Linked DNA regions of Triticum aestivum: region 2 is linked to region 1. A link is a contact called in public Hi-C data. All regions are on one chromosome and are shown on one strand. Each heading gives the region's core, a stretch centred on a gene start, on an enhancer-like site or on the middle of the called end of the contact. The rest is flanking DNA. Distances are from core to core; before and after follow the strand shown. Region 1 holds the start of LOC123061440. Region 2 holds the start of LOC123061443 (transcriptional corepressor LEUNIG).

Evidence for each region. A called contact is a pair of places that touch in the nucleus more often than the background predicts.
Region 2: a Hi-C map of leaf shows a contact between it and region 1, with 4 times the contacts expected there. The contact joins the promoter of LOC123061443 here to the promoter of LOC123061440 in region 1. A contact is called at or near these places in 3 of 5 Hi-C or Micro-C datasets (all in leaf).

Annotation. Positions count from the first base shown.
Region 1 is chr3A:407,703,606-407,706,608 of IWGSC CS RefSeq v2.1, forward strand. It overlaps LOC123061440, which reads right to left and starts at 1,481. Exons shown (of 5, transcript XR_006429000.1): 1 at 1,082-1,481; 2 at 942-998. It overlaps LOC123061439, which reads right to left and starts at 2,952. Exons shown (of 1, transcript XM_044484547.1): 1 at 1,882-2,952. The coding sequence starts at 2,872. The coding sequence ends at 1,979.
Region 2 is chr3A:408,238,998-408,242,000 of IWGSC CS RefSeq v2.1, forward strand. It overlaps LOC123061443 (transcriptional corepressor LEUNIG), which reads right to left and starts at 1,470. Exons shown (of 17, transcript XM_044484560.1): 1 at 1,061-1,470. The coding sequence starts at 1,122.

The DNA.
Region 1 (3,003 bases), core at 231-2,730:
TTTATTTTATTGAATTTATTTGGAATAATGTCAACAGGGATACTACAAGGACTAACAAGAAGTTGCTCCTGTAGAATAAAGATCAGGAGCAAATCTGCTCCTACAGAGAGGAAAACAAAAATAAGCATCAATAATTGGCATGTTCTGTATTGATCTTAGCTTATTTGAATTAGTTAACATTACGAATTGCATATACTAAAGCAAACTTGTGACTAAATTTTTGTATAGTCACTTTTGACTAACTTTATTTGAGTTTATTTGGAATTATTCTTCTTCTACTCTTACTACTACTGTCAACATTCAATTTTGACCTGGAAACAGGGGGACTAGGTGAAAAAAAATTCTACTGAATTAAATTGATTAAGTTGGAATCTCTCTTTTCTATAGGAGTTAACTGAATTTTGTACTGAACCCAATCTACAGGAGTTGATTGAAATAGTGAATGCATCCATGGATGATGCTACCTAAAACATGTAAGCAGAGATCTACTCCAATTCATGAACAGTAAACTGTCCCAGTGATGCACACAATTGAGCACACAGTAAACTGAATTCATAGACTGAATTTTACTGAACTTGGTAATTTTACTAAGCACACAATTGAAGTGCTTGTGCATTTAATCTCCACTTCTTTTCTTTTGATAGTGAAATTCAATCTGAATTTTGTAAGCAGAGAAGCAATGTAGTGACTGTACTCCAAGTTAAATTCTGGCAATGTGTACACAAAGTAGTGACTTTGTCACCAACTGAACTCAATTATCACCAATACTGTTTATACTGAATTTATAATGTATGTTTATCTACTGTATGTTCACCAATACTGGAAGCATGCAAAGTGCAAGGCTAACTGAATCTATACTGTATGTTCATCTACTGTACTCCATCTCCATGGCTAACTGAAATTTGTCAGTACTATACTCGTACTCCATATACATGGCTCACCTGCACCAAAAGAAGCAGCATCCATTCCTCTGCAATACTCCATTCCTCCTCCAATCTCTGCACAAACCAATCGCTGCAAAAAATCAGCTCACCTGCTTGCTTCAACAGACAGACATCACCTGTAAATTCAGAAGACAGACTTGCGCTGTGGGCGAGCGGGGAGCAGAAGCAGAAGCGGCAGCGGCGGCGCTGGTGGAGCCAAGAGTGCAGGTCCTCCATCATCAGCCCACCAGCTCGAGGAGCAAGATGAGCTGCTGGAGCAAGTCTTCGTCTTCCCCATGCCCTGGTCGTCTTTCCCATGCCACCGCCGCCGGAGCTCGAGGTCTGGAGGAGGTGCTCGAGGACGAGGAGCGGGCCATCGAGCGCCGCCGCCGGAGCTCGAGGTCTGGAGGGGGTGCTCGAGAACGAGGAGCGGGTCATCGAGCGCCGCCGACGCAGCCGGCAAGGCACGAGCTTTACAGAAAAGGAGATCCTTCCCTCTTGATCTCCTAGTGCGGACGCAGAGAAGCAGCGAGACGAGGGGGAGAAGGCGGCCGACATGCGGCGAGGCGACGGAGCAGGCGGCCAGGCGACGGAGCAGGCGGCCGGCGCGTGGCGAGGCGACGGAGCAGAGAAGCAGACGGAGGGAGGGCTGCGTAGTTTGTCGGGAGAAAGAGGAGGTGATTTTCGCAAAATGTCGTCAGGGACAACTTTTCCCGAACGGAGGGAGTACTAGTTATGTTACCCCGCTATGGCCAGCCTTATATAGCTTTGCTACGAGGATCCTGGGCCGACATGTCAGTGGACCAATGGCACCTAGAGTACGTCAAGGGATCTGTGTCCATATGAGTCCTCGGACCCTACCATTGTTAGAAAGAAATCTTTTGCACTTGCATCTCTACCCCTCTTCTTAAACTACTCTACAGTTCAGTTCATAATAAGAGTATACCAAATCCGGTAATGAGTCATGACCGCTAAATCAATACCATAATCATAGCGCAGACTAACACATGATTTTGATTGGTTCATACGTCTCCGTACATGGAATGCGTACGCAGTCAAATGAAGCCGCCGAGGGAGAGGCTGAGGGTGGCCTGAAGGTCGAGCCGCCAGAGGTAGCCACCAGCGTCTAGCCGCCACACGTCGCACGGGGCCACGAGGGAACCTCGGCGAGGGCATGCGTACGGGACGCGCACCCGACAGGTGAAACCGGCACAGGAGCCCCACGCCGGCACGGGGGCGCCATCCTTGGCGGCGAGCACCACCCGCACCTCGGAAGCGGCCGCCGACGGGGCCATGGCTGCGTCTACGTCCTCCCTACCGGACACTGCCCGGTTGAAAGCCACGTTTGTCCACGTGACGCGGCCGCACTGGTCGGACACGAACGTTGGGGCCTCGTCGCCGCCGCAGGCCGCAGCGTACGGCGCCTCGCCGTCGCGCCAGATGCCTGTGACGTCCTCAACCGTCACCCAGGACACCGCTTGCCGCAGCGCCTGCGGCGGCAGGACCAGTCCGGCAACGTGGGCAGGCGCCAGATTCGCCACCGGCGCCGCCCCACCGAACCCCTCCTCTGCCGGCAGCACAGGCATGAGCGGCAGGGGTGGAGGAGGCGACGAGTCGACGGACGTCATCCCCGACGAGGAGGAGGACGGCGAGGACAAAGGCTTGTCCTGCACGTAGTCCAACTTTTGCGTCGTCGGTGCAGCCACCGTGGCCTGCTTCTTGGGCTTCCGTCCCCTCCTCCCGGTACCCCCTGGCCCTGCAACCGCCTTCCGTCTCCCCTTCCCCTTCCCAGCGGGCACGGCCGGCATCGGCGCAGGCGCCATCACCGCCGGCTTTGGCGCGATGGGCCTAAACTTCAGCATGGCCCTTCCCATGTGCCACCCCTGGCCTGCCTGGGCCCCGGCTGCGTACCTCGGCGCCAAGCAGCACCCTCCCTTCCTCTCCATCATACACCAGACGCCTCGGCGGAAGCAGAAGAGAACGGCAGCGACTAGTCTCAGTTACGCTGAGTGCTACTTTCTCGGCGCGGTGCGAGTAGACCACGGCGGCAAGCAGGTTGGTTTTATACAAGGACGCGCAA
Region 2 (3,003 bases), core at 220-2,719, 540 kb after region 1:
TTGTGACCTCATCCAGCACCAAAGCAAAAAAAGATAAGGGCTCAAAGCTGACCCCTCGTGCAGTCCTATTTTAATGGAAAAGTTATCGGTGTCGTCATCACTTGTTCGAACACTTGTCACAACATTATCGTACATGTCCTTGATGAGGGTAATGTACTTTGTTGAGACTTTGTGTTTCTCCAAGGCCCACCACATGACATTCTACGGTATCTTATCATAGGCCTTCTCCAAGTCAATGAACATCATATGCATGTCTTTCTTTTGCTACTTGTATCTCTCCATAAGTTGTACGAAGAAAATGGCTTCCATGGTCGACCTCCCAGACATGAAACCAAACTGATTTTTGGTCACGCTTGTCATTCTTCTTAAGCGGTGCTCAATGACTCTCTCCCAGAGCTTCATTGTATGCTCATTGGCTTAATTCCACGATAATTAGTACAACTCTGAACATCCCCTTGTTCTTGCAGGCTTTGTTGAATAATTTAATAAAAATGGCTGTGTGCATCATTTTTTATGCAGAGGCCGGGGGTCTCAGCCTCCTTTTCAGAAGAAAAAATTGTCATTAGTAGGCTTTTTTTTGCGAGAGAATTATCATTAGTAGGCTTGTGAAACTGCAACATCCAACGAAGCTACTTTGTGTTCAGCCCTCGTGAAAATATTATCAACTAATACAGAAGTACTAAAAAACCATCGTTTCACAATGGATTTTGACAAAAAGCGCAAACTCTAACATCAAAACCTAAGGTTTGGAACCAAATTAATTGTATACTAAAATCACTAATACAAACATACACAACAGTCTAGTAGGGAAGTGAATTTATACAGGACACAAACCGTGCCTGCAATTACTCGCTAAGCTGAGCCTACTGGGAAAAGAGGAGCTAAATGGAAACCGCTGAGAAATAGGAACTCCCACAAAACGATATTCCCCTCTCTCTCTCGCTGCTCGCAGGTACTAATCTATCACAATGCTCGCCCAGGAAGCACCGTGACCGCAGAACTCCACGAATCAACACAAGGAAGCATGCAACAAACCAAAGATTTTAGAAGATATCCTCACATCTTATCCGCCTCCCAGTTGGTCTGCGACTGGGACTGGGACTGAGACTGAGATTGCGACATGGCTCCGCACCCGGCGCCACAACCTAGCAAATCCGGAGGCGCCCACGAGAAAGGAGCCCGGCCAGGGTGGTGTTCCCCCCCGACAAGCGCCTCCGCCTCTACGGCGACTGGGCGCGGGCAGTGACGCGCTAGCTCCCCGCAGCCGCCGGGGAAGGTGGGCGCGCGTATCTCTCTCCCGCAGCGAGGGCGAGCCCTTAGGGGTGGCTGGGTGGGGGAGGCGAGAGGAGAAGGTTGGATGCGTCTGCAACGGCGGGACGGGAGGAGAGGGTGGAGCGTAGGCGTAGCAGAGAGAGGTGGGAGAGAAGTGGAGAGGAAAACAAAATCGACGAGAAGGAGAGGAGAGGGGGATTGGCCGCGCTGCGTGTACCAGAGACTTGTATGGAACTGATGGTTTGTGTATGACGCATGGGTCCAAGAATATTAATTCCGTCAAGGGGCCTACTGTCAATTCTTAGGGTTCAGCGTGGAAGCCATTCATACGCTTCTTTTTTCTTTTCTTTGCGGAGCTTTTACATCACGGAGGCTACTAGTAGAAACATAGAAACATGGTGATAAATTGCATACTTCCAAAAGAGCTGCGCAGCACGCAAGTAACGCACATCGGCACCACAACCGAAGAATTTGACTTCCTCAAAAAAAAATGACATCAAATTTGGACCCAGACGACGCCCTATATATGGTAGCTTTGTGACTGAGATTTTGATTTTAGAATATTGTAAAACATGACACATAAATGATCGCTTTGAACTACGTGTAGTGTAAAAAATGCTCTTATATTATGGGACAGATGCGAACCTACCTCTGATTGGATGATATGACGGCTCGGTTTCTTAAAGGTGCTCATAAGCACGCAAGACTTGGTTTCCGAGATATTCATGTTTTTAACATTGCTATGCTTGCAAGGCAGGTGTGGCGTCTGATTGAAAATCCAGACAGCCTGTGCGCACAGCTCTTGAAGGCCAAGTACTACCCGAAGAGTTCTATTCTGGATGCGGGCCAGGTCACAAACATGTCCTACGCGTGGTGCAGCATCACCTACGGAATTGACCTAGTCAAGTAAGGGATGATATGGCGTGTGGGAGACGGGGCAAGCATTCGCATTTGGGACGATCCATGGATACCCAGAGCTTGGTCTAGGCGAGTGATCACCCCTCGTGGAGGAAATCTTTTGACCAGGGTCTCTGAGCTCATAGATCCATCGACCGGCAAGTGGGACACGGAACTGGTCCGAGGTATCTTTTGGGAGGAGGATGCGGAATTGATCCTTCAAATGCCTCTACGAGATGGAGCAGTTGACTTCCTGGCCTGGCACTTTGACCCCAAGGGTGTATTCTCCGTCAAGCAGGCGTACAAGCTGAAGAGGGCACTAGCCGAGTCCGGGGCTGCACAAGGGGATGGGATTCCTTAGGTGGCCGGTGACCTAGAGGGTGGAGGGGAGGCAAAGTGGAAGAGGATATGGAAACTGCCATGCTCGGGCAAGGTTAGGCATTTTATGTGGCGCCTTGCACATAACACACTAGCCACTAAAGATATTCTTTGTCGAAGGGGAATGGCAATTGAGGATCACAAGTGTTACTTGTGCAATACGAGAAACGAGTCGGCTAAACACCTGTTTGTGGAATGCCACGAAATTAAGCAGGTGTGGCGGGGCCTTGGCCTTGAGTATGCTAGACAGCGACTGACAAAGTGCGATAGTATTCACACAACCTTGGAATATTTGTGGCAGCTCGTCGAAAAGGACCGGATGGCTATCATTATCATGTGGTGGCAGTGGTGGACTCAGCGCAACAAGGTTAGGGAGGGAGAGAAACCAATGGAGCAGGCGCAGTTCACTATTAGAGCTGCATGCACGGCCGAAGAATTCCATGTTTTTTTTGCAAA